Linked DNA regions of Ovis aries: all the other regions are linked to region 2. A link is a contact called in public Hi-C data. All regions are on one chromosome and are shown on one strand. The core of a region is the stretch at or near the end of the contact, and the rest is flanking DNA. Distances in the headings are between cores, read along the strand shown. Region 1 holds the start of KCNN3 (potassium calcium-activated channel subfamily N member 3). Region 2 holds the start of UBE2Q1 (ubiquitin conjugating enzyme E2 Q1). Region 3 holds the start of PMVK (phosphomevalonate kinase).

Region 1 (2,700 bases), core at 126-2,625, 290 kb before region 2:
TGGACCACTGAGTGCACACCTGTGTATATATGTGCACCTGCATACGTGTATCTGTGTGTGTGTATGTGTGCATGGCTCTCCTACTCTTCCCCCTTCCCACCAGGAAAGCAGCTAGACAGAGGCCAAGGGGTGATGGTGGGACCAAGAGCCAGGTAGGAAGACATCGCCTTCCTAAAACCCCAGGTGTGCCTGGGGAATCCCAGGCCCCTCTTCACTGATCTCTAAGTCAGTTGCAGTTAGAAATGGAAATGAATTCAGCAGGGTCCCATTTCTTTGGAACTCCCTTTGCACACAGTGGGAGCTTAATAAATACTTGATGATGGTTCTGAACCTGGGAAGCCAGCAGCTGTTCCCAGCTCTGACTCTCAGAACTCCATGGAACAGATCAGGTGGGGAGCAACCACAGGGGTCTTCAGTCTTCCCGCCAGACCCTACCGTGACTCCAAGTCTGGCTGCAGCCATAGTCCCTTTCACACATCCTGCTTTGCGGAGGCCAGTTCTCCCCCCACAACTTCTATCTGGCTCTTTCCCACTCGTCATTTGAGCCACATTTATGGAGCCACCACTTTTCACTGAGCGTCATAGTAGAAAGGCATCTTGGGAGATGGTATAGGGGCTGTGGGTTCAGACTGACCTGGGTTCAGATTCTACTACCCTTAATTACAAATGGGGTAACATCTGGCAAGTTACTTCTCTGTGCTTGAGTGGTTTTTTTAAAGAACGATTTTCATCTGTAGAAGAATAATGACATCATTTTCATAGGGTTGTTGTGAGGCTTAGAAATAACAGATGCTCCTGCACACATATTGCAGGCAGTTCAGTATCTACCTGGGGTCAGGAGGATGTGCCCTTTGCTTCTGTGACCTTGAAGGTGTTACTCAATATCTCTGAGCATCAGTTTGTGAAATGGAAACACGATGCCCGCCTCCTTGGGTATTTGCAGGCTGTAGCTGGATAATAGGCGTGAAATAAGCTATCATAGACCCTGACCATTAATAACTTCCTGTTTCTTGCCACCGCATCGGGGTGCACAGTTCCCCTCCGTACGAGGACCTCTGCTCCTCTTCGCCACCACCCCGCGTGCGCATACATCCCGTATCGCCGTGGGCTGACGGGTTTCTGCCATACCTGTCAGAGGAAAAGAGGGCAGCTGCTCAGCTCCCGGGTGGGAAGCGGAAACTACAGTTCCCAGCCCGCGCTGCGCCGCCGCCGGGGCTGGGAGCGGAGCGCGGCAGGCCCCTCCTCCGGGGAGGAGCCTTTGCGGGGGGCGGAGTTAGGAGGTGGTTGGAGAGTTAAGCCAAGCCAATGAGACCGGCTGCTAATAAGTGGGCTTGGCTTACCCTATAACAGTGGCAGGAGGAGGAGAGCAAAGCTATTGAGCCAGCGAGGAGTGAAGCTGAGCCTGGCCTCACACGCTCCTAGAGGACCACCTCCTGAGACAGAGTTCTTTTTCCCCCTTCTTCTTCTTTCTCCAAGCTCCCCTCCTGCCCTCCTTCCCTGCCCAGTACCATGCATTCTTGAGTGGCAGCGTCTGGACTCCAGGCAGCCCCAGAGAACCGGAGCAAGCCAAAGAGAGAGGACTGGAGCCAAGACACTCTGGTGGGGGAGCTTGGATGCCTGGCTTTCTTTGAGGACATCTTTGGAACGAGGGTGGCTTTGGGGTGGGGGGTTGTGCTGCAGGCAATCCAGCCCGGCCCCAAGATGGACACTTCTGGGCACTTCCATGACTCTGGGGTGGGGGACCTGGATGAAGACCCCAAGTGCCCCTGTCCATCCTCCGGGGATGAGCAGCAGCAGCAGCAGCCGCCGCCACCACCGCCAGCACCACCAGCAGCCCCTCAGCAGCCCCCAGGACCCCCGTTGCAGCCTCAGCCTCCGCAGCTTCAGCAGCAGCAGCAGCAGCAGCCACCGCATCCCCTATCTCAGCTCACCCAACTCCAGAGCCAGCCCGTCCATCCCGGCCTGCTACACTCCTCTCCCACTGCTTTCAGGGGCCCCCCTTCATCCAACTCCACCGCCATCCTCCACCCTTCCTCCAGGCAAGGCAGCCAGCTCAATCTCAATGACCACTTGCTTGGCCACTCTCCAAGTTCCACAGCCACAAGTGGGCCTGGTGGAGGCGGCAGGCACCGGCAGGCCAGCCCCCTGGTGCACCGGCGGGACAGCAACCCCTTCACGGAGATCGCCATGAGTTCCTGCAAGTACAGCGGGGGGGTCATGAAGCCCCTTAGCCGCCTCAGCGCCTCCCGGAGGAACCTCATTGAGGCTGAGCCTGAGGGCCAACCCCTCCAGCTCTTCAGCCCCAGCAACCCCCCGGAGATCATCATCTCCTCCCGGGAGGACAACCATGCCCACCAGACCTTGCTCCATCACCCCAATGCCACCCAAAACCACCAGCATGCCGGTACCACCGCCAGCAGCGCCACCTTCCCCAAAGCCAACAAGCGGAAAAACCAAAACATTGGCTATAAGCTGGGACACAGGAGGGCCCTGTTTGAAAAGAGGAAGCGACTGAGTGACTATGCTCTGATTTTTGGGATGTTTGGAATTGTTGTTATGGTGATAGAGACCGAGCTCTCTTGGGGTTTGTACTCAAAGGTAGGGGCTGCAGTTTCTCTTTATACCTTTGAACAAAAGGAATATGTAGGTAGCAAAAGAGAGAGAGAGTGGGGGAGAGAGAGAGACAGATTGGGGGAGAGA
Region 2 (2,754 bases), core at 179-2,678:
CCCAATTTTTCCCCCCATCATTTTCTATTACAGGTTATCACGAGATACTGAATATACTTCAATTAACAGGATTTCTTAGCACAGCCTTTTGTGCTCCCAATTAGCACATTCATAAAAGTGACATGTAGCTATCTGTCCAGTCTCCCAAAAGGAGATAAATCATCTTTGAATACCCGGAACCCAATTTAGCCAATGAAGGCCTTTTCAACCTCCACTGACAACATAAATGAGTAGCCCAGAACAAAGCACTGAGGTGCACAGTCAAGCTCCCACAAAGGCTAACTCATTTTAGTCCAAGTGAAAAGAGAAGGTAGCAATCTGGCCAGCTGTTCAAGCGCGGAGTTGGCTCGATAGAACCCATCAGGCCCTATCTGGGCTGACACCTGCCCTCCGAAGTGGAACGCCAACTATCGGTCTCTGGAACCTCAGCCAGCTTTGTCCTTTGTGATAGCGCCACCTAGCGAGACCCTGGAAGCACTGCCGCCTACACCGGCTATGCCAGGACCACTGCGACAAGCCCGATAGACTTTGGACTGGGATTGTGGTCTCCTTTCATTTTATTGCCGGGTTAAAGGTTTAGACTAGTGACGTCCTCCTTCCATGACCCTGCAGAGGAAGCTTGTGTTGTCCCTCCCCGACCCACGTTCAGACCCAAAGGGACTGATAAGCGCGAAGAGTCAGCTATCGACTACCCGTCGTGCAGAATTGACCAGTGATCACTCTGCGATCTCCTCGCATCCAGTCCTCCGGAGCAGGCAAAGCAAGCATTAGCATCCTCATCAAAATCATTGCACAGATGAGAAAACTCAGGGAAGGTGGTTAACCCAAGGTCACAAAACATCGGAGATGACAACCCAAGCCTCCTGTAACCGGGTCGGGTCCCTGGCTCCCTCCCCAGTCACACGCCCCTCCTCATTTCAGCGTGGCCCCAAGGGAACAGAGCCTTGGGGACCGCGCGCCGAGGACAGGCGGGTGGGTGCAGGATACAGATGATACAGCGGCGACCGCAGCTCTCTTTCTTCTCTGCTCACAGAAAGCCCTGCATGTTCATCACGGTTCCGGGCGGGGGAAGAAGAGCCCAGAGCAGGAAACACGGTCCCGCGCAGGTAGCCCCTGGGAGCACGCGGCGCCGGGTCACGTGAGAGGGGCTCGGCGGCGAGGGCTCTAGCACGCACGCACGCCATACGTAAACACGCACTGAGGAGCTGAAGGCGGCGAGCCCGAAGCCCCGGGTCACATGTACAGAACAAGGGGGCGGGAAGGAGAGAGGTGTCACGTGAAGGAGGTCGGAGCAGTGAGGTCACGTGACGGGGGACGGAGGCGGGGCCGCCGAGGAGGAGGAGGAGGGGCACGCGGCTTCCGGCGGTGGGGGGGGCCGGCGAGCGGAGGGGGGGGCCCTGTCCCGGAGGTGGCGGCGGCGCCATCTTGGCGAAGGGGGGATCAGGAAGTGCGGACCGCGGCGGCGGCGGCGGCGGCGGCGGCGGAGCCCGGAGCGGAGGCCGGAGGCTCCCGGCCCGCCGGCCCCGGAGCGGAGCGGAGCGGAGGATGCAGCAGCCGCAGCCGCAGGGGCAGCAGCAGCCGGGGCCGGGGCAGCAGCTGGGGGGCCAGGGGGCGGCGCCGGGGGCCGGGGGCGGCCCGGGGGGGGGCCCGGGGCCGGGGCCCTGCCTGAGGCGGGAGCTGAAGCTGCTCGAGTCCATCTTCCACCGCGGCCACGAGCGCTTCCGCATTGCCAGCGCCTGCCTGGACGAGCTGAGCTGCGAGTTCCTGCTGGCTGGGGCCGGAGGGGCCGGGGCGGGGGCCGCGCCCGGACCGCATCTCCCCCCACGGGGGTCGGTGCCTGGGGATCCCGTCCGCATCCACTGCAACATCACGGTGAGGACCCCCTCGTGTGCGCGTCTCTGGGGTCCTCTTGTCTGGGACTCACCCCACACAGCTTTTTGCTCTCGAGAGAGCTGGGAGGCCGAATCCCCTCTCGGGGTTCGGCTCTTTTTCTTCAGGTTGCACTTGTTTCTGACGCTTGAGATTCTGCCGTGGACCCAGAATCTCTACCCTTCATAGTCAGGGACACCCTGACATATGGCGCCTCGACTACCCCTTCCCATTACCCACCCACATCGCAAGGTTCATAATTTTGGCTCATTTTGGTTACTTCACGACTTTTCTTGACACCTGGGAATGCCCCTCTTCCTCGCCCCCCATCTCAAGGTTCCAGGCCTCTTCATTGACTTCAGCTGGAAGGACCTGGCTTGGAATTCTGTAGATTCAGTGATTACCCCCTTCTCAGAAGTACCTTTGGTTTAGGACGTTGCCACCTGTGAGATCCCTGCCCAGGTGTCTGTCATTCAGTCCCTCTTTCTCTCTGAATTTTACCAGTGATAGTTTGCAATTCATGACCCCTTTGCTTCCTCTCCTTTGGATTGCCTTTTATTCTGGTGTAACCTCTAATTCTCCTCCTTTTGCCCCAGCTGGTAGCTGCCACTCCCATCCTGTTCCCTATGGATATCTCCAGTTGCCCTGGGTTGTTACCTTTCCTAGTAATGATGGTGATGTGCAAGGGCAATCTCATTTGTTCTGAGTGGTAACAGTTCCTTTTCTCCCAGTGAGCATCATTCCATCCTAGGTGTGCAGGGCTGGGAAACACCTTACACGTCTTCCATTTAGGCTAGCCTCAAACATTCTGGAAATAGGGTTGGCGTCTGGTAATCTGGGAATACCTGATACTGCACGGTATAGCACTTAAAATGACTGATCCCA
Region 3 (2,747 bases), core at 2-2,501, 360 kb before region 2:
ATTCCTGCCAAGTGCTGGGATGCCAAAGCTGGGATTACAATTCCACTGTAGGCTTCCTTCGAAGTACATGCAAATGTGCAGTGCTTTCAGAGTTGCTTACAAGGAAAAAAAGACCTTCGCAAAGTCCATTCTTTTCGTATCTGACCACTGATCATTCTATTTTCCTTAGCTGCTTCTGTGCCATCTTTTCCATGTTGGGAGAATTAACGGTTTCTCCCAAAGGAGATCTTCACACCTCACTTCTCTTTACATGATAGCACGTAAAACAGAAGCAGTAATGGTTTGCAGGCTGTTTTGACAAATTCAGAGAGATACAGGGCAGCGAGCCATAGCTAAAGACAACTCCACTTTCGTAACTGGGGCTGGCTGGCAGCTGCTGTGGGCAGAGTCAGAGCTGGGAATTCAGGATAGAGACAGATCACTGCCCCTTATTTTGCCCCTTGAACTCTCGGTTGAGAGCTGGACTCCAGGTGAAACTAGATAAGCTAGCCCAGGAGTGGCTTCAAAGAGCCTTTTAAACTTATTTTATTCCAAGCTCTCTGCCTTCAAAAAACTTTTGGAGAGGAAGCCGTGGCTATAAAACCGACGTGATTTTTCTTTCTTGGCTTAAAGTGTCGAACTGCAGTAGCCTCGCTGACTTTAATAAATGCCATTTAACAATAAAATAAAGCGTTTGACTAACCCCGCCCCTGCATGACGTCACAAGACACGCCCCTCGAGTCCTCGCCTTATTTCACATCCAGAAACACCTATTTTCACTGTGGGGGGCATATACGGATTTGCTTTAGCACATGCATTAAAATGAACAGATAAACAGGTAGTTCTGAAAGCTTTCGCAATATGAACAAGTTTATTCTTTCTTTGGTGTGTTTGTAGGATTATGTGGAAGGCAGTGTAAGGTTCACTTAGGAAATTTTAAGACGTCACCACCCCGGGAAGAGAATAGTTGCGTCCAACTCCCGCCTCCCCACGTGTCACGCGTGCCAGCTAAGAAGGCGTGGCCGTGACGTCAGGTTGTGGGCGGGTTGGGCGATTCCAAATGAGTTCTGGTAGGGGAGCTTCTTTAAGGAAGAAGGCTGCCCTAGGAATTAACATTCTGTCTCTCCGTATTCCACTTGCGCAGGCTTTAATTTAAAGTCGCGGAAGCACGTGTGCTGGCTGACTATCGTCTCCACGGCCATGAAGAAGACGGGGGCGGGGGCGGAACCCCTCCTTGTCGCCGCTCCACCGAGTGGCCGCGTCCATTCTGTGCCAGTGGTCGGATTTAAGGGGTAGGGGAAAGTTAGCTTTAGGGATCGCAAAGCGTGCTGACCCCATGGCCCCGCTGGGAGGCGTCCCGGGGCTGGTGCTGCTGTTCAGCGGGAAGAGGAAATCCGGGAAGGACTTCGTGACCGAGGCGCTTCAGAGCAGGTGTCCGTGGGGTGGGGAAGGAGGAGGACCGGGAGACCCCGAATCACGTGACACGAGGGGTGTGTTGGGGTGTGATGGAGTGAGCCTTGGAGTTGGGGTCCTCAGGTTGCAGGGCAGAAGGACCACTGGCTGGCCAGAAGTGGAGGATTGTCACCGTCAGGAAAAACAGCAGTCTACACACGCCCCCCCCTCAAAGAACCAGGCGGGCTATAGATCTTTCGAGAAGTATTAGTAACAGTTGCTACCAAGGCGCTTTTTATACACCATTCCTAATCCCCCAGACAGTAATTCGAGGTAATGTACAGAAGAAGAAACTGAGTCACAAATAAAGGATTTGCCTCAGACCACACCCCAATTGTATCTGACTCCACAGACAAATCCTTAGCTAGTACTCCACCTAGCTGATGGGATTTATTGAGCTTTTATTGTATGCCAGATACTGTTGTTAGGTACTGGGTGTTATTTTTAGTCAGTATCTTCATTTTGCACATGCAAAAAAGGAGACTCTGAAAAGTTCAAAAGACAAACGACACCCAAACCTGCCAGGAACACAAAGTTGGTAGATCCAGGACTCAAATTCAGCTTTCTTCTAGCTCTAAGGAATGGATTGTTTTTGCTTTTCCCTATTGCTTCTTTAATACTTTTTTGTTTAAGTGTCTTTTTTTTTTTGGCCTCTGCCTGCTCGCTTTTGAGACTTAGTTCCCCAATCAGGGATCGCATCCCAGACCTTAGCAGTGGAAGTGTGGAGTCTTAACCCCTGGGCCACCAGGGAATTTCAGCAGGTTTTCTCCCAAAGGAAGATGTTCTGTGTGGGAGCATTTTTTTCTGGCTAAGCAGAGCACAGAAGCCAGAGAAGGTGGAATGGGGCTTCTCTCCTGTTGAAGGCCAGTGTGTTGAGGGTGCTAGGAGGCTGCTTTTGGGCACCATGGGGAGTCTAAGAGGTTGTAGAAAATCCAAGGCAGAATTTGCCACCTGAATCTTTCACCACTAAGTATCTGTCACCTTTTCCCAAGTTACATTTCTCAACCCAGCACATCAATCACTTTGTGGTCAGAAGCACAGACTCGGGAATTAAGACTGCTGGGATTCAAATCCTGACTCATCAGTTTATTCGAGTATGATCTTGTCCAAGTTTCTTATGCATTCTGTTCCTCAGTTTTGTCATCCATGAGTTGGAGATAATAGCGTGGTTGTAAGGATTAAATGAGATAATGTGCACAACTCTTAGCACCTAGTTACAGGCATAGCTTCCCAGGTGGCTCAGTGATAAAGAATCCGTCTGCCAGTTCAGGAGACACAGGACACGTTGGGCTTTGATCCCTGGGTCTGGAAGATCC

What was found. A called contact is a pair of places that touch in the nucleus more often than the background predicts.
Region 1: a contact with region 2 is called in a Hi-C map of mixed tissues, with 4 times the contacts expected there. The contact joins the promoter of KCNN3 here to the promoter of UBE2Q1 in region 2. A contact is called at or near these places in 6 of 16 Hi-C or Micro-C datasets (blood, hypothalamus, liver and 2 more).
Region 3: a contact with region 2 is called in a Hi-C map of tail adipose tissue, with 2.5 times the contacts expected there. The contact joins the promoter of PMVK here to the promoter of UBE2Q1 in region 2. A contact is called at or near these places in 4 of 16 Hi-C or Micro-C datasets (hypothalamus, liver, skin fibroblasts and 1 more).

What each region holds. Positions count from the first base shown.
Region 1 is chr1:105,086,727-105,089,426 of ARS-UI_Ramb_v3.0, reverse strand. It overlaps KCNN3 (potassium calcium-activated channel subfamily N member 3), which reads left to right and starts at 1,375. Exons shown (of 9, transcript XM_027975753.3): 1 at 1,375-2,598. The coding sequence starts at 1,702.
Region 2 is chr1:104,793,837-104,796,590 of ARS-UI_Ramb_v3.0, reverse strand. It overlaps UBE2Q1 (ubiquitin conjugating enzyme E2 Q1), which reads left to right and starts at 1,428. Exons shown (of 12, transcript XM_060414764.1): 1 at 1,428-1,872. The coding sequence starts at 1,546.
Region 3 is chr1:105,153,592-105,156,338 of ARS-UI_Ramb_v3.0, reverse strand. It overlaps PMVK (phosphomevalonate kinase), which reads left to right and starts at 1,251. Exons shown (of 5, transcript XM_060414815.1): 1 at 1,251-1,410. The coding sequence starts at 1,316.